Regions from separate parts of the Mus musculus genome. Here region 1 is linked to region 2. The links are chromatin contacts, called in public HiChIP or PLAC-seq maps. All regions are on one chromosome and are shown on one strand. The core of a region is the stretch at or near the end of the contact, and the rest is flanking DNA. Distances in the headings are between cores, read along the strand shown.

Evidence for each region. HiChIP or PLAC-seq counts read pairs in DNA pulled down with a chosen protein or histone mark.
Region 1: a contact with region 2 is called in an H3K4me3 HiChIP or PLAC-seq map of embryonic stem cells, with 13 read pairs. The contact joins the promoter of Mrpl30 here to the promoter of 4930470B04Rik in region 2. A contact is called at or near these places in 5 of 115 datasets of contacts at active chromatin or transcription factors (the 230-238 cell line, bone marrow-derived macrophages and embryonic stem cells) and 2 of 9 other capture datasets (adipose tissue and pancreatic islet).

The regions. Positions count from the first base shown.
Region 1 is chr1:37,887,115-37,894,817 of GRCm38.p6, forward strand. Mrpl30 (mitochondrial ribosomal protein L30) reads left to right here and starts at 3,363. Exons shown (of 6, transcript NM_027098.3): 1 at 3,363-3,470; 2 at 5,829-5,909; 3 at 6,825-6,901. The coding sequence starts at 6,851. Mitd1 (MIT, microtubule interacting and transport, domain containing 1) reads right to left here and starts at 3,297. Exons shown (of 7, transcript NM_026913.3): 1 at 3,046-3,297. The coding sequence starts at 3,196.
Region 2 is chr1:37,650,598-37,657,350 of GRCm38.p6, forward strand. It overlaps 4930470B04Rik (a long non-coding RNA gene), which reads left to right and starts at 2,887. Exons shown (of 3, transcript XR_373326.4): 1 at 2,887-3,098. The region is part of intron 1 of Cracdl (capping protein inhibiting regulator of actin like); the gene reads right to left.

The DNA of each region.
Region 1 (7,703 bases), core at 2,113-4,612, 240 kb after region 2:
AGTTGGCTTTTTTGCTCTTCTTCCTGTTTTTTCCCCCCTTCCCTTAAGAAAGGATGTTATGTAGCCCAGAATAGCTTCAAATTAGAAAAGTAGCCAAGACTGACCTTGAACCTCTGACCTCCCAAGTGCTGGGATTACAGGTGTCTAACACCATGCCCAGTTTTATATAGTCCTGAGAGTGAAACCCCAGGCTCTGTGCAGGCTATATAAACATTCAGCCAACTGAGATATCCCCAGAGCTGTAGCTCCCTCCTCCTCACCCTCTTCAGCTGAGGAGCTCAGAATGCTGTCAGTCATTCTTGATTCTCCCCCTTCCTTTCTTCCTCCTTCCTACCCCTTCCTCACCCACAATGCTTTAGGTATAATCATTCTCATTCATTACTGGCTTTATCCTTTGTGTATTTCCTCTGAACAATGAACATCTCCTCTCTTCTCTTGGATATGGTTTGAGTGTACCCCCTCCTTCAAAGGTTCATAAACAGGAGGCTGTGTGTGTCCTGTGTGACAACATTAAGAAGCACAGAGCCTCTGAGTGGAGAAGGGTCACTGAGGTGCCGGCCACTGCAAGGGATTGATACAGCTCCCCTATTGCCAGTTATCTCCCACAAACAGTGTTACAGAAGCACAATACAGGGGCCAGCAAGATAGTATGGCAGGTGTGATGGTTTGTATAAGCTTGGCCCAGGGAGTGGCACTATTTGGAGGTGTGCCCTTGTTGGGGTAGGCGTGACCTTGTTGGAGTGGGTATGTCACTGTGGGAGTGGGCTTTAATACCCTAGTCCTAGCTGTCTGGAAGTCAGTCTTCCACTAGTAGCCTTCAGATGAAGATGTAGAACTCTCAGATCCTCCAATACCATGCCTGCCTGGATGCTGCCCTGCTCCCACCTTGATTATAATAAACTGAACCTCTGAACCTATAAGCCAGCCCCAATTAAATGTTGTCCTTTATAAGAGCTGCCTTCGTCATGGTGTCTGTTTGCAGCAGTAAAACCCTAACTAAGACCAGGTTAAGGTGCTTGCCACTAACTCTGAAATCCTGAATTCCATCCCTGAGACATAAATGACAATGAGAAGTGACTCTGCCAAATTGTTCTCTCACCTCCAGAGATATACACTGTGGCCTTCCTTTTTTTTTTTTTTTTTTTGCTAATCATAGACCTTACGGGGGCATTTTCTCAATTGAGTTTCCCACCTTTCAGGTAAATCTAGCTTGGGTCAACTTGACATAAAACTAGCTGCCATGCCTGGGGAGGAGAGCACTAGCTAACACTGACAGTACTGATACTTGGTAAGTGCTGGATAGTTTTATGTCAACTTCACATAAGCCTAAGTCATCTGAGAGGAGGAGGGGACCTCAATTAAGAAAATGCCTAGCTGAGCGTTATGACACATGTCTTTTTAATCTCAGCACTTAGGAGACAGATCTATGAGTTCAAGGTTAGCCTGGTCTACAGAGAGAGTTTGGATAGCTACGGCTACACAGAGAAACTCTGAGGAGGGGTGCCTCCATAGGTTTGGCCTCTGGCAAGCTTGTAGGGTATTTTCTTTATTGGTGATTGATGGAGAAGGGCCTAGCCCATTGTGAATGGAGCCACCCCCTGGCTGGTGGTCCTGGGTTCTATAAGAGAGCAGGCTGAGCAAGCCATGATGAACAAGCCAGCCTGCAAGCAGCACTCCTCCATGGCCTCTGCATCAGCTCCTGCCTCCAGGTTTCTTCCCTGTTTGAGTTCCTGTCCTGACTTCCTTCAATGATGTACTACAATGTGGAAGTAAATAAGCCCTTTCCTCCCCAGCTTACTTTTGGTCATGGTGTTTCATCCCAGCAACAGAAACCCTAACTAGGACAGCAAGCTAAAAAAAAAAAAGAGAGAGAGAGAGAGAGAGAGAAAAAAAAATTTTTAAGTGGAGGTATTCTCTGTGGATAGATAAAGCTGCTCCCAGAAACACAACTTACTAAACAAATAAATAGGAAAAATAAATAGATAGATAGATAGATAGATAGATACACCCCAGTGCTGAGAGTGGGCTGTGAGTTCCCCCCAAACAATACAGGATTGCCCCTGCTTTTGGATGTCCATCAAAACTCATTCATAAGACCCTATTGCTAAAGATGCCACATGCCTTGACCACAGGTCGAGAACAAACTGGAGCTGGTTGAAAGCGTCCTCCTTGTTGGATAGTACCACGGTGTTGGATGGTGCTACTCAAGCTGCTGGGGGAGAAATGTCTTACTCAGCCACTCCCTCTGTTAAAACCAACCATCTGGGAAAGATGAGCCCATTGGCGCAATCGTGGTAAATGTGGTACCCAACTGCTTTCTGATTGGATGTGAAGTCTGCTTGACAAGAGGGACTCTCATCTGGTACTTTATACCTAACTAAAAATCAAGACTGTGGCGGTCCTAGGCCCTAGGGGCCGTACTACTACTGCTGTAGTTTTATTAAATCAACATGATGTATCTGCCAAACTGCCCTCTACCTCATTATGTTTATGCCCATAGAGCAGTGCTGTAGTCCACATGGTCAGAGAAGCCTCTTCCACCAGTACCGGGTAGTGACTGCAGAGACTGACAACTGGTTGGTGCACATAGAATAAATGGCCGTGGAATGCACCCCCATCTTGAGAATGAATATATAATCATTGATGGAGGAGGGAGAGACAATTTAGTCAGTGCTGTAGTCGCTGGTAACGTGCACATAGCTCTGTAAACAAACTTCCACCCTAGTGAAACTCAATGGATCATAGTTGGGGTGAGGGCAGGAAGGTGAGCCAGAGGAAGGAGAAAAATCATGTCACAAACTGACAACAACGAAGAATAAAATTGATTCAAACGCAAGACCTATCAAGCCTTATAGATTATATTTGGTTATGCCTCTTATGGTCCTTAGCGATAACATCGGTCTATTGCAAAGGCCACCACCTCCGTTGTCCTGCAGATTATCAGAATATAACTCCTGAATTTGAATGCTTCCTGGTAGTTAGTAAGTTTCGTTTTCTTAAGTTTCCGCTCAGTCCCAGACAGAGCGGAAACCGAAACTCGCTCACCTTTCAGAACCTGCAAGAGCATGTCAATCCCCTCCTGGTAACACACCAGAGCCTGCTGGTACCGGGACTCTGCATCCAGCTCTACTGCCCGCTTTAGTACCGCCACCGCCGCAGTGCTATCGGAATCCTGTCCCAGGCTGGACTTAGCCATCACTGTGACAACTCCTGGGCACCGCCAGCAAATTCCAAGAGCTGACCCACTGCGCTTCCAGGAAGCGCACGCGTGACGCCGCTGCGCCTGCGCTGTCTTCTATGGCGCGTTGTGAATGGGCCGGGACAAAAAAAAAAAAAAACCTTTCCCGGAACCAAAGAACCGTACGGTCTGTGACGGCAACGGCGTGGTTTGAATGTTGCACTGGGTCCACCTGCCTCTGTTCCTCTCCTTCCGGCTGCGGGGACGTTCGGAGTGGACACAGCGGTCGCCGGTGAGTGCGGTCGTGGGAGCTAGAGGCTCTCTCTGCAGTTACGAAATGACTTTCTTTCTGTTTCGAGTTGGAGGTCCCGCAGACCTATTTCTTGATCTTCTGAAAGCAGCCAGGTTGTCACTTTATTCGAGTCGTGCTGCGACGCGCGTGTCTCTGAGAGTCTCACTCGTGTAGATCTAGGTCCGAGCCATCCAAGCGTCAGTGAAATTTATTATTTTTTTTTAAGAAGGCAAAACTTGCTTAATTTTAAGATGTTGCGATTTTAGAGTGCTGAGTTTTTGGAGTTGCTGTTTATTAAAGACAGTGATTTTGCAGGCCCCTGTGATTGTCACTTGTTAAAGCAGCTGCTTTTGGTGGCTGAGAGGCCGTTATGACGGCTGCCTACTACCTTTACGTCCTGGGAATTCGAAGAAGAGAGACATTTGTTGATTTCAGAGAACGCGGTTGATTGCACGGGAAATTCAGTGTTCTGTATTTTCAGGAATGTTCACTCCTCGTTATAGATATATACCTTGACCCTTTAGAAAGAGAAATTAATTAAAGAACCACTTACGAGCTGGTGTTGTAGTTTAGGGGTAAAGAGCTGTTTACGTGCATAACCATTGTAAAAAAGCAAAACAACAACAAAACTCCAGCAAACCTTTCGGGGTGAGGGAGAGGAAAAATGGTTTTGGCAGCCTTTTGTTTTTCTGTGTATACTCATATATTAACATATTAGAAAATAGAAATAGGTTATATATCCCATGTGATAAATGGTATTTTTCAGTTTATTTTTATGTGTATGGGTGTTTTGCCTGTCATATCTACACCATGTGCGTGTAGTGCCCATGGAGGCCAGAAGATAGTCAGATCCCCTGGAACTAGATAGAGTTAAAAAAACATTTGTAAGCTTCCAGGTGGTCACCGGGAATTAAATGTGGGACCTCTGGAAGAGCAGCCAGTGCTCATAACTGCTGAGCCATGTCTCCAGCCCCATTTTTCTGGTATTTGCAACAGTACAGAGGAAAGTTGTTGTACAGTAGATGGCAGTATAATTGCTTCAAGGTCCAAAAGCTACGCACATAAGAATAATGCCTACTGTATTGAAATGAGTTGCAGCTCAGAGCACTTATATTCTGTATGCAAGGCTATGGGTTCAATCCCCAGTACCTTCCCTCACCAAAAGGAAAAACAACAACAACAAAAAGCAGTTTTGATGGTGCTGCCTGCTTATATCTGAAATTAAACTTCAGCAGAGAATCTTGAGTGCCGAAGCTGCTTTGAGAGACACATCTATGACTTGAGCAGATCCAAACCAAAATATAAAGTCCTTGTCTTCTGGCACTGTCCCGTGTACAGAGTGGAGACAGCCACTAAATGGTAAACCAGCAAAGTACAATAGAACACGAGTACTCAAGTAAGGCAAGGTGCAGAAGTGCTGGCAGGGCTGTGGCTGCGAATGTTAAGCTGTTTGGTGGAGGTAGTCCTCATTCAGGACTGAAACAGCGTGATCCAGGTAGACCTGTTGACAAGAGAAGGTTTGAGCCAAAATAGGGAGAAGACCTCCAGCTTCAACTAGGTGTTGAACCCAGAAACTCATGCATGCCAGGTAAGCGTTGTACCTCTGAAACATATTCCTAGTTCCAGCTTTAATTTTTTTTAATTTATTTTTTAATAAATGAGCTTTTAGCTTTAGGCAATTTTAGATTTCAAGAGAAGTGGTGAGTGAAGCTTAGTACAGGGACCTGTACCTTCCCTGCTCAGTTTCTGCCTTTATCATCAAATATTAGTGTAGGGTGCTCAGTGCAGCTGCTGAACCAAATTGGTACGTTATTAACGTCATTTGCTTTATTAAGACAGATTTCTTTAGCTTTGTTGGGTGTCCATGTCCTATTATATTCCAGGATCCAACTCAGACACCAATGTAGTGTGTATTGTATATAATGATGATTGTGTAGCTCTTGGGTTCTTGGCCAGTTTCTCGGGTTTCTAGTTGTGATGACCTTGGCAGTTTCGAGAAGTGAGATATTTGAAAATGTGTTAATGAAGTGTTTTCCACAGTTAGGGTTACTATTGCTACGATGAAGCACCATGACCAAAAAAAGGAAGCAAGTTGGGGAGGAAAGGGTGTATTTTCCTTTGAGAGACACATCTCTCTTCTACATCATAGTCCATCACTGAGGAAGTCAGGACAGGAACTCAAGCAGGGCTTATGGCAAGGTGACATAAAATTAGCTAGCACACACAATAACCCTCAGTCCACGGTGGTTTTTCTCTTAAGTGGAGTTAAATGTATCGGCTTTGTGGTGGAAGTCATTTCATTACATGTCCTGGGATCAAGTATAGGTGCTAGCAACGTTTTGTTCTGTTTTATGATAGGTTCCCACTATGTAGCCCTGGCTGGAATGCTGTCCGCTCTGATCACCATTGGTGTTCCCCATCCCTGATCTCCTGGTGGAGGTAGTGTTACATGTCAGTTTGTTCTCCTTAATGGCAACCCCTGCTGTTCTGTACAGCACTCCTGGGAGCAGTGCTCCAGTCCCTTTACTTGTATGTAAGTGTGGACTGATCCATGACAGTGTAGGTCCCAGTTATAAACTGAAACTTTGTTGTGTGTTTGTTTAACTATAGTCACTCCAGTATGGCCACTGGGAGCTGTTTCAGTTGTGTCTGTATCCCTTTAATACGCTCCCTTGGGTTTGCATTTCTGAGTACCGACTTCCTGGTTCCTCAGGTTGCAGCAGACTGTCAGCTGTCTCTTGAAGGAGCCCTTTGAAGCGAGTGCTATTAAAGTCACTATCTGAGCACAAAGTGTGTTCATAGCTGCTGGTGTAGTTGTCCTCTCAACAAACAAAGTGAGCCCATGTGTACATACATGCCAACCCTAGTGGTTGGCAGGGTTCCTGAGGGGAGATGAGGAGTCTGAAAGGGAGGACTTTTCTTTCTGTCCCAGGCTTCCCAAGTGTAGGGTCAGAGGCATGTGCCACCAATGCCTATCTGTACATACTCTCCTAATGGCTGGATACCTTGGGGAAGTGATTGCTTTCTGCAAGTCATCTTCCTCATATGTAAAATAAGAGGGCACTTGGTTCTGATTCTAAGAGGTAGAATTTCTTCAGTACCATCTAGTTTTGCATTTTCTGTGATTTCTCTGACAAAGAAAAATGATCAAATATTATTTATACTTGTTGTGACAAGTTTTGGGTGATAGAAAACTCCATTTCCCAGTTTTGTGGGATGAACGCAGACACTAAGCTCACTAGATGAAAATAGGACTGTTTAACGTATAATGACTACTGAGGTTTTACCGACACGGAAGGGGAGATGTGCCCATCTGCTATGTGTTTGACCAGCAGTGTGTTTCCTACTCCTCAGCCTCTGAAGAGAGAATTCCCACCCCCATGGCTGGGGTTCTGCGCTCCGCGTTCCCGAGGCCTCCATGCAGACTGCAGGTAAGCTTTAACTTTCCATGGCTTTCTCTTACAGCTAGGGCTGACCTCCACCTCACTGTGCGGCTGAGGATAACCTTGAGCTCTGCCTGCCTCCACTTCCCAAGTGCCCAGGTTTGTGCAGTGCTGGGGACTGGACTCAGCTTGATGCATGCAGGCAAGCACTGTGCCAAGTGGGCTACATCCTCAGTTTAAGAACTTGCTTTTTTATGTTTTCCTCTCTTGTTAATTACAAAACACAAAAGCAAGTTAATCTTTTTAAAAGGTCCTTCTGATGTAAATTAGTTGGTTTAGGTCTGCTGCATTTGTGGTGTGAGAGCTCAGAGCCTTATGAGCACTGGGCATACACTCTAGCGGAGCTACACCCAGCCCTTGTTCATTCCTGCTCTATGTGCTATTTTCCCTAGAGATTTCCAATCCCAAAATGCCTTTTCCTGTAGACTAAGCCAATGAAAAGGCTACTGCTGATTGCCCTTGGTCTGTTTTAATGTTACAGTTTTAGGGGAAACCCTTCAATTATGAAAAGAATACATTTTCAATCACAGTCAGATAAACAGAAAAAGTAGAAGATATGCAATCTCCTGAAGAAAAGAAATGTGTTAGCATCTCCTCCTAGTGCTTAGAGAGTACATTGGGATAACTAATGAATACATATTGACCAGACTGGGTACAGACCCAGAGATATGCTAGGACTCCATACAGAACACCTCCTGGCTGTGGGGGTGGAAATGTCAGCTACTTCCATTTGGCTAATGAATTCAGTATGGTCTCCCTTTTGGTACTTTGGAAACTGACCCTCTGGGAA
Region 2 (6,753 bases), core at 1,637-4,136:
ACTGCAGGTGTCAAACTTATCTCATGAAAACGGAGCAAATGGCTCACTTCATCGTCACCGCTATCTGTCACGGGACTGCTGAAGAGCAAGCTTCCTAACCCACACTCCAGCTGCGGCAGGTTAACTGATGAGCCACACCCACCATCCCAGAGGATTCCCCGAGCCCACCACAGACTACGCTAGTGGAGACGTGTCTCTACCACGTGGAGGACATCCTACAGGGAAATATCATAGCCCTAACAACTGGCCACCTCTGTTGGGCCCTTGTGAGGACTGTGCCCCTGCCTCTGTGAAGCAGTGGAAAGCCACCGTGAGTAAGCTCATCCTAACTTCTCACAGGGAGTCATGCTCGCCCCAAGAACTCACAGTTCAAATCTACCCTCTGCCTTTACCACGGGCCCACACAGGCATCTGCGCTCCCCACCTGATGCCCTTGATTTTCTGACAGCTGTTAAGTCCTTATTGAAGAAAACGTATTCTTTAGACTAAATTTGGACTTCAAGGGCCTCTTCAGGGGTCTGATTAACTCACAAGGGTGCTACACTCCTCCAGGTGCTCTGCGGTGTGCAGTACTTAGTGTGTTTGTGGGTACCTGCAGACTCCAAGGGAGTCCTGTTTCCAAAAGCAGCCTCGGTGTGCGGTGGGGGCTGGTCTCCTCCTCTTCCATTCTGTGGCCACAGGCTCCTTCCCAGCTAACAGCTGAGTTCTACCAGTAGCTGCGACTTCTACCAGAAACCCTTTAAATGTGCCCACATGAAGCATGGGTTATAATAGGTTATCCTAGGTGTTCCAATCCACTACATTTACCTACACAGTGGAAAACATCTCTGCATTCGGTACACACATCTAAGCCTGCAATTACGGATGAAAGTCTTGGTGTTCACCACGCAGATCAGCTCTGACCCCTGTGGATTCTCTCAGTCTCCTGAACCTGAGGCTGGCAATAGGTGTTAGTCAACCTGAGGAGAGGCTAGGTTAAAACCACTTCAATTTGCTTTCCTTCCACTCTGTCCCCAACATTCCCTCTCTTCTCTTCTATCACCCCACATCAGGCTTCTGTGTTTACCGAAGTCTCTGTGCCCACCAAGCTTCATGCCATTATCCAAAAGGGTATTATTTTCTGAGAAGCAACAACATTTTAAGCAGAAAGCTTCACAGGCCAAAAGTATACATAATACATAAATTCTTAACTGCAAATAATGATATCCTTCGACCTTAATGGTGGGTGAGGCCTGTGTCCAGCCAGCCTGGTACAAGTGAGAAAGATTGACTGTGTGTGTATATGGAATATCAAGCAACCTAAAGTAGGCAGATGTTAGGCAAGCACTGATCTTGAATGAAGGAAATGGTTGTAGAGGGTTATGATGCACAGGGCTTTCGGCCCGTGGACCCTTCAGATCCGTGTGGCAAGGTGGCTGACGACCTATCTGACTCAGAGAACTCAGAGAAGTCAGGGCCGCCTGAGCAGAGGGCCAGATGCTCAGAAAGAAGAGCAGACATCTAAGTATGTGAATTGGTGCCTGTGAATTGCTCATAAATTGAGGCTATGTCAAGGAGCCTGGTAGAAGACCACATCTGGGAAACTGGGGAAAGCGAGCAGTGATTTTTTTTTCTTCTTCTGCCTGTTAGAGAAGAGATGGGGCTCACAGATGTGGTGTAAGCAGGTTAACAGTCAGCAAAGTCAACACTCTTTAGAGAAGATAACTGGTTCCAGAGTTCCCACATTTCTCTCAGTGTCTTACACGGAATCGAAACGTGCCGACCACACATAGAAACAGCAAGATGTGACCAGTAGTCAGAAGAAGAATATGACTTCACAGAGAGTGAGCCCAAGTGGCCAATGGCTCACAGAACAGACTAAACACTTGAAAGAAGTTGTTTGAGGACTGAAAAGAAACCTGTGGTTGCAAGAAGTAAATAGACTTCCAAACTGAAAGGGAAATATGAGCGTATAAGAACCAAATGCAAACCTTAAAGACAAAAGTGTCATTTCCTCAGTGAAGCATTCACCAAATGGTCTCAACAGTAGCCTGGAGACAGACATCAGATAAATCAACAGGCGCCACCTTCCTAAAAGCAGAGAGAAAGGAAGGGAGCATGGACAGAGCAGGTGATCTCACAGAGCATCCGTGCCATGGCAGGATGCAGGAGATCTCACAGAGCATCCGTGCCATGGCAGGATGCAGGTGATCTCACAGAGCATCCATGCCACGGCAGGATGCAGGTGATCTCACATGTGCAACCGAGTCCCAGCAGCTGGAGCACAATTATCCTTCAATAACAAAGATTATGGGGCTGAAGAGATGGCTCAGAGGTTAGCAGCACTGGCTGCTCTTGCAGAAGAGCCCAGTGCAGTTCCCAGCGCCCACATGGTGATCTGTAACTATCTATAGCTGCACTTCCTGGGGATTTGATGCTCTTTCCCTGACCTCTGCAGTCAGCAGGCATGCACATGGTGCGCAGACAACAAGCAGGAAAAATACTCATACAGATAAAAAGTAAAATATTAACCTAATTTTTAAATAATAAAGGCACATATATGTATATGAACATACACACATACACACATGTGCATGTCTGCCTGTATATATATATATATATATATATGCACATGTTATCTATCATCTACCTACCTATCTCTAGATAAATATGAAGTTTAATAATTTGTTTACAATAGATGCGTGCTACAGAACATGTAAGGAGAAGTTCTTTAGGATACTGGGGAAATACATCAGATTGAACCTGAAAGCTGAAGAGAAGAAGGCAGGAGGAAAGGGGGTGGGGTGTCGAGAACAAAAAAGGAAAAGAGAAGGAATTTAGAGAATTTGTGAATTCAAGTATTGGTGATGTAGGAAGCTTAGAATCTTAGCTCACAATTGGGCAGATCGTAGGCCTCAGAGTCTGTAGACTCCCACACTAAAGCAAAGATGAAGTCAAAGACCTCAATAACACTCCAAGGAGAATGGCATAGCTTATGTGGGCAGACAGCAGAATGAACGGCCATCAGCAGATAAGACAAACAGAGTAACATCTTCAAAATGTGTTAGCAGAATCCACAGTGCCCTGGCAACCTGGCATCTAACCCAGAAAAATAATCCGTAAGTAATGAAGCGTGTATATATATAAACATATGTGTAGATATAAATATTTAGGTAAGTGGACACTCAGGAATGTGTTCACGAGGGACATGTGAGAAGATCAAAGATGTCCCTTAGCACAGAGGAAACACAGTACGAGATACAGTGGGTAAGATACCTCCATGGGAAAACCTAAAACACCAATTGCTTTCTTTAAATGGATTTAAAGGAATGCAACAATCTAAGAAAGTAAGTGTTGTAAGTGAAGAGTGTATGTGGATAAGCCTATGCCATTAAGGTGTGGTAGAGGGGCAAGACTACCCTGTCACGAGGCTCACACATTTTACACGAAGTAGCTCAGTATTAACTCTCTATAGGCAATGATCTATTAAGAATTAGGAAGGGGGCTAGAGAGATGGCTCAGCAGTTAAGAGCACTGACTTCTCTTCTAGAGGACCAGGGTTTGATTCCCAGCACCCACATGTCGGCTCACCACGATCTGTAACTCCAGGTCCAGGGGATATGGCGCCCTCTTCTGGCCTCTATGGGCATTGCATGCACTTGGTACATGCTATAAATCAAACAAAACACCCAAGTACACAATATAAATATAAGGGTTAATTTTGAAAATTGAAATAAGGGCATTCAAGTAAAAAGCAGATTATTTCTTGCTAATGTTCCTCCCTTACAGTCACAACTAAGTCCTTCAAGCTTAAAGTTAAACACCAGACAGTAACACGAATCCATACACATAAAACCACAAATAACAAAAGGAATTCTGTAGGGAATTCTAACAGAAACCACATTCCTGGAAAAATCTTCTCCCTTTTCCTTCCAATTGATTTAAAAAGCAGCTGTACAGAATGATATTTCAATTATCCGGGCTACACCACATAGAAATGTAACATATTTGACAATTACAGAATAAAGGAGCAGTATAAGAAAAAATGTTGGTGGCTAGAGAGATGGCTCAGCGGTTAAGAGCACTGGCTACTCTTCCAGAGGTCCAGAGTTCAATTCCCAGCACCCACATGGTGGCTCACAACCATCTATAGTGAGATCTGGTGCCCTCTTCTGGCCTGCAGGCATATATGCAGGAGGAATGCTGTATACATAATAAATATTTTTAAAATGTAAATTTTTAAAACTTCAGAGGCTGGAAAGATGGTTTAGTGGTTAAGAGCACATACAGCTCTTACAAAGGATCTGAGTTTGGTTCCCATCTCAGGAGGTTCACAACTGCCTGTAACTACAGCTCCATGGGATGTGACACCCCCCTTCTGGACTATGTGGGCATATGGGAGCTTACACACTTACACACACATACTTGAAAACATTATAAAAACAAATCTTTGAAAACCCTCCTATTTCCCTGATAACTCATTGACAAATGATCTGTGAACACTAAGCCTGAGAGACCATGTGGACCTGTGTGATAAGGCTGGGTCATGTGATACATTCTCTTTCTTGTCACCCCTGACCTAGTGAGATTCCAATGGAGCAGTCAAGTCCCCTCGTGCCTTTGCGTAAACCCTGAACCCTCCAATGCAGGTGCACAAACTCACTTCCTTACCTGTGGTGACCTAACATTATTTCTATTTTGGTGTTAATTTGGGGGCCCTTCAGGCTGTTTGTTCTAAAGACAAGAGTCTGTGTGTAAGACATAGAGTGACCCTGTGATGTGTTAGAATAGTGGCTCGAGTCTGAACATAGTACCCCAGGCCAAAACGGTTTCACATTTAAGAGGTTTATTGGGAGAGAGAGGGGCAGGCAAGGAAGATGTCAGCAGAAAGAGAAGGGGGGAAGAGGAGAGAGAGAGAGAGGGAGAGAGGGAGAGAGAGGGAGAGAGAGAGAGAGAGAGAGATTTCTTATATATATGGATGGTGATGTGGTCACAGGTAAAGGTGGGAGGTAAGCCCAATGGGTTCTGGGAATATGATGGTCGTTGTCTTGGCAACAGGTGTGTAGGTTGCTTTGTCGCCTATGTGATGTCACAGGTTTCAGAGGTCCTGATGCCAACACCCTGTCCCCAGTTGATTGTGATTGGTAAATAAAGATGTCAATAGCTGGGGAGAAGAGAAGGAGAGGAGAGAGGGGAACAGTCACCATGGAACAGAAGAAGAATGTGTAGGAAGGGAGAAAGGAGAACCGTCATGGGCTAGTAGAGCCATAAAAATATGGTTGCCATGTAGGTTGGCTGGTTAGAGCTAAGAGCAGCCTAGATAAAACATAATGAACAATAACTTCAGTTAGTGATAGAAAGGTAGATTTTAATAACATGGGGGTAGGCAGTTGTCCAGTTATTGTGTTGCCTGAGGCATATTAATATATAAAGGTTGTGTTCAATGTGTCTTTTATCTGAGAACATAAATGGTCTAAGGTGGGTAGAAACCCATGACGGGATTCTTAATATCCTTTTTACTACACTTACCTATTGGGCTGAGCCTGTTTTCTATAAGCTGCCACCTTATGACCACACATGGAACATGCGTGATATGATACATCTTCCCACAATGCATGTCTCTCCAAGTGCACTTTCCATAGCAATGTTTGAACAACCCTTAGTCCACCCTCAGCCAGGGAGGTGACCTACTCCACCTGCCTTACAGCTGTGATCAGGAAAACAGAATCATGACTCATTGGACAAAAGAAAACCAAAACTGATCAAAGAAAGTAGGTATCTTTTTTTTCTCCACAGATAATTTCTTATTATTTATTCCCCTTAGCTCCTTTAAGAGACAAAGGAATTTTTTTTTTTTGCTATGTTGTCATTGTTAGGCTTGCAGTAAATACAGACACAATATATACAGCTAAAATAGGAGAACAAAGAGGCGGTACTGAACTGTGAAGAATGAGACGGGGGTGGGGGGGAGGGGGGGCTGCAGAGACGGCTCAATGACTAGATCAATCTACATGTGAGTGAAGAGACAAAGTTCAGGGCCCTGGGGTCTCCAGGGTCCATGTGAACATTGGATGTCCATGGAGCTTGTCTGTAATCCAGTGCTCTGACAGCAGAGGCAGGGGGATCTCTGGAACAGACTAGCTAGGTACGCCAGAGGTTCAGGGGAGCTCTGGGTTTAACCAGGACCCTGGGTAAATGAGTAAGGACAAGAGCAACAGAGGAAGCCTTGCAGTGTCAAATGCAGGCCTCCATATGCACACTGCACATATGCACTGCCCCCTACACACACATGAGCAGGAATATACACCCACACATGTTACACACAGAGACATAGGAGAAGTAAAAGAATTAAGCTGGGCTGGAGAGATGGCTCAGCGGTTAAGGGCACTGAGAAGGAAGGCAAAGTGAAGGTGTTGGGCACAGAGGGACAAAGCACTCACTAAAGAAACTAGAAAAGGAGGGGCAGATGGAGTGGCTAACTGTGTCAGAGACGCAGATGGATTCAGTCACTTGGAGGGGAGACACTGTCAGACTACACAACCAAACAACCCATGCTCAGGGCTGGAGGGATGGCTCAGCGGTTAAGAGCACTGACTGTTCTTCCAGAGGTCCTGAGTTCAAATCCCAGCAACCACATGGTGGCTCACAACCATCTGTAACGTCAGTTCCAGAAGGTCTGATGCCCTCTTCTAGCTGCCATGGTCACCAGGTCCCCCAGTGGTACACAGACATTCATGCAGACACTGATACACATAAAATAAAAATTACATTAAA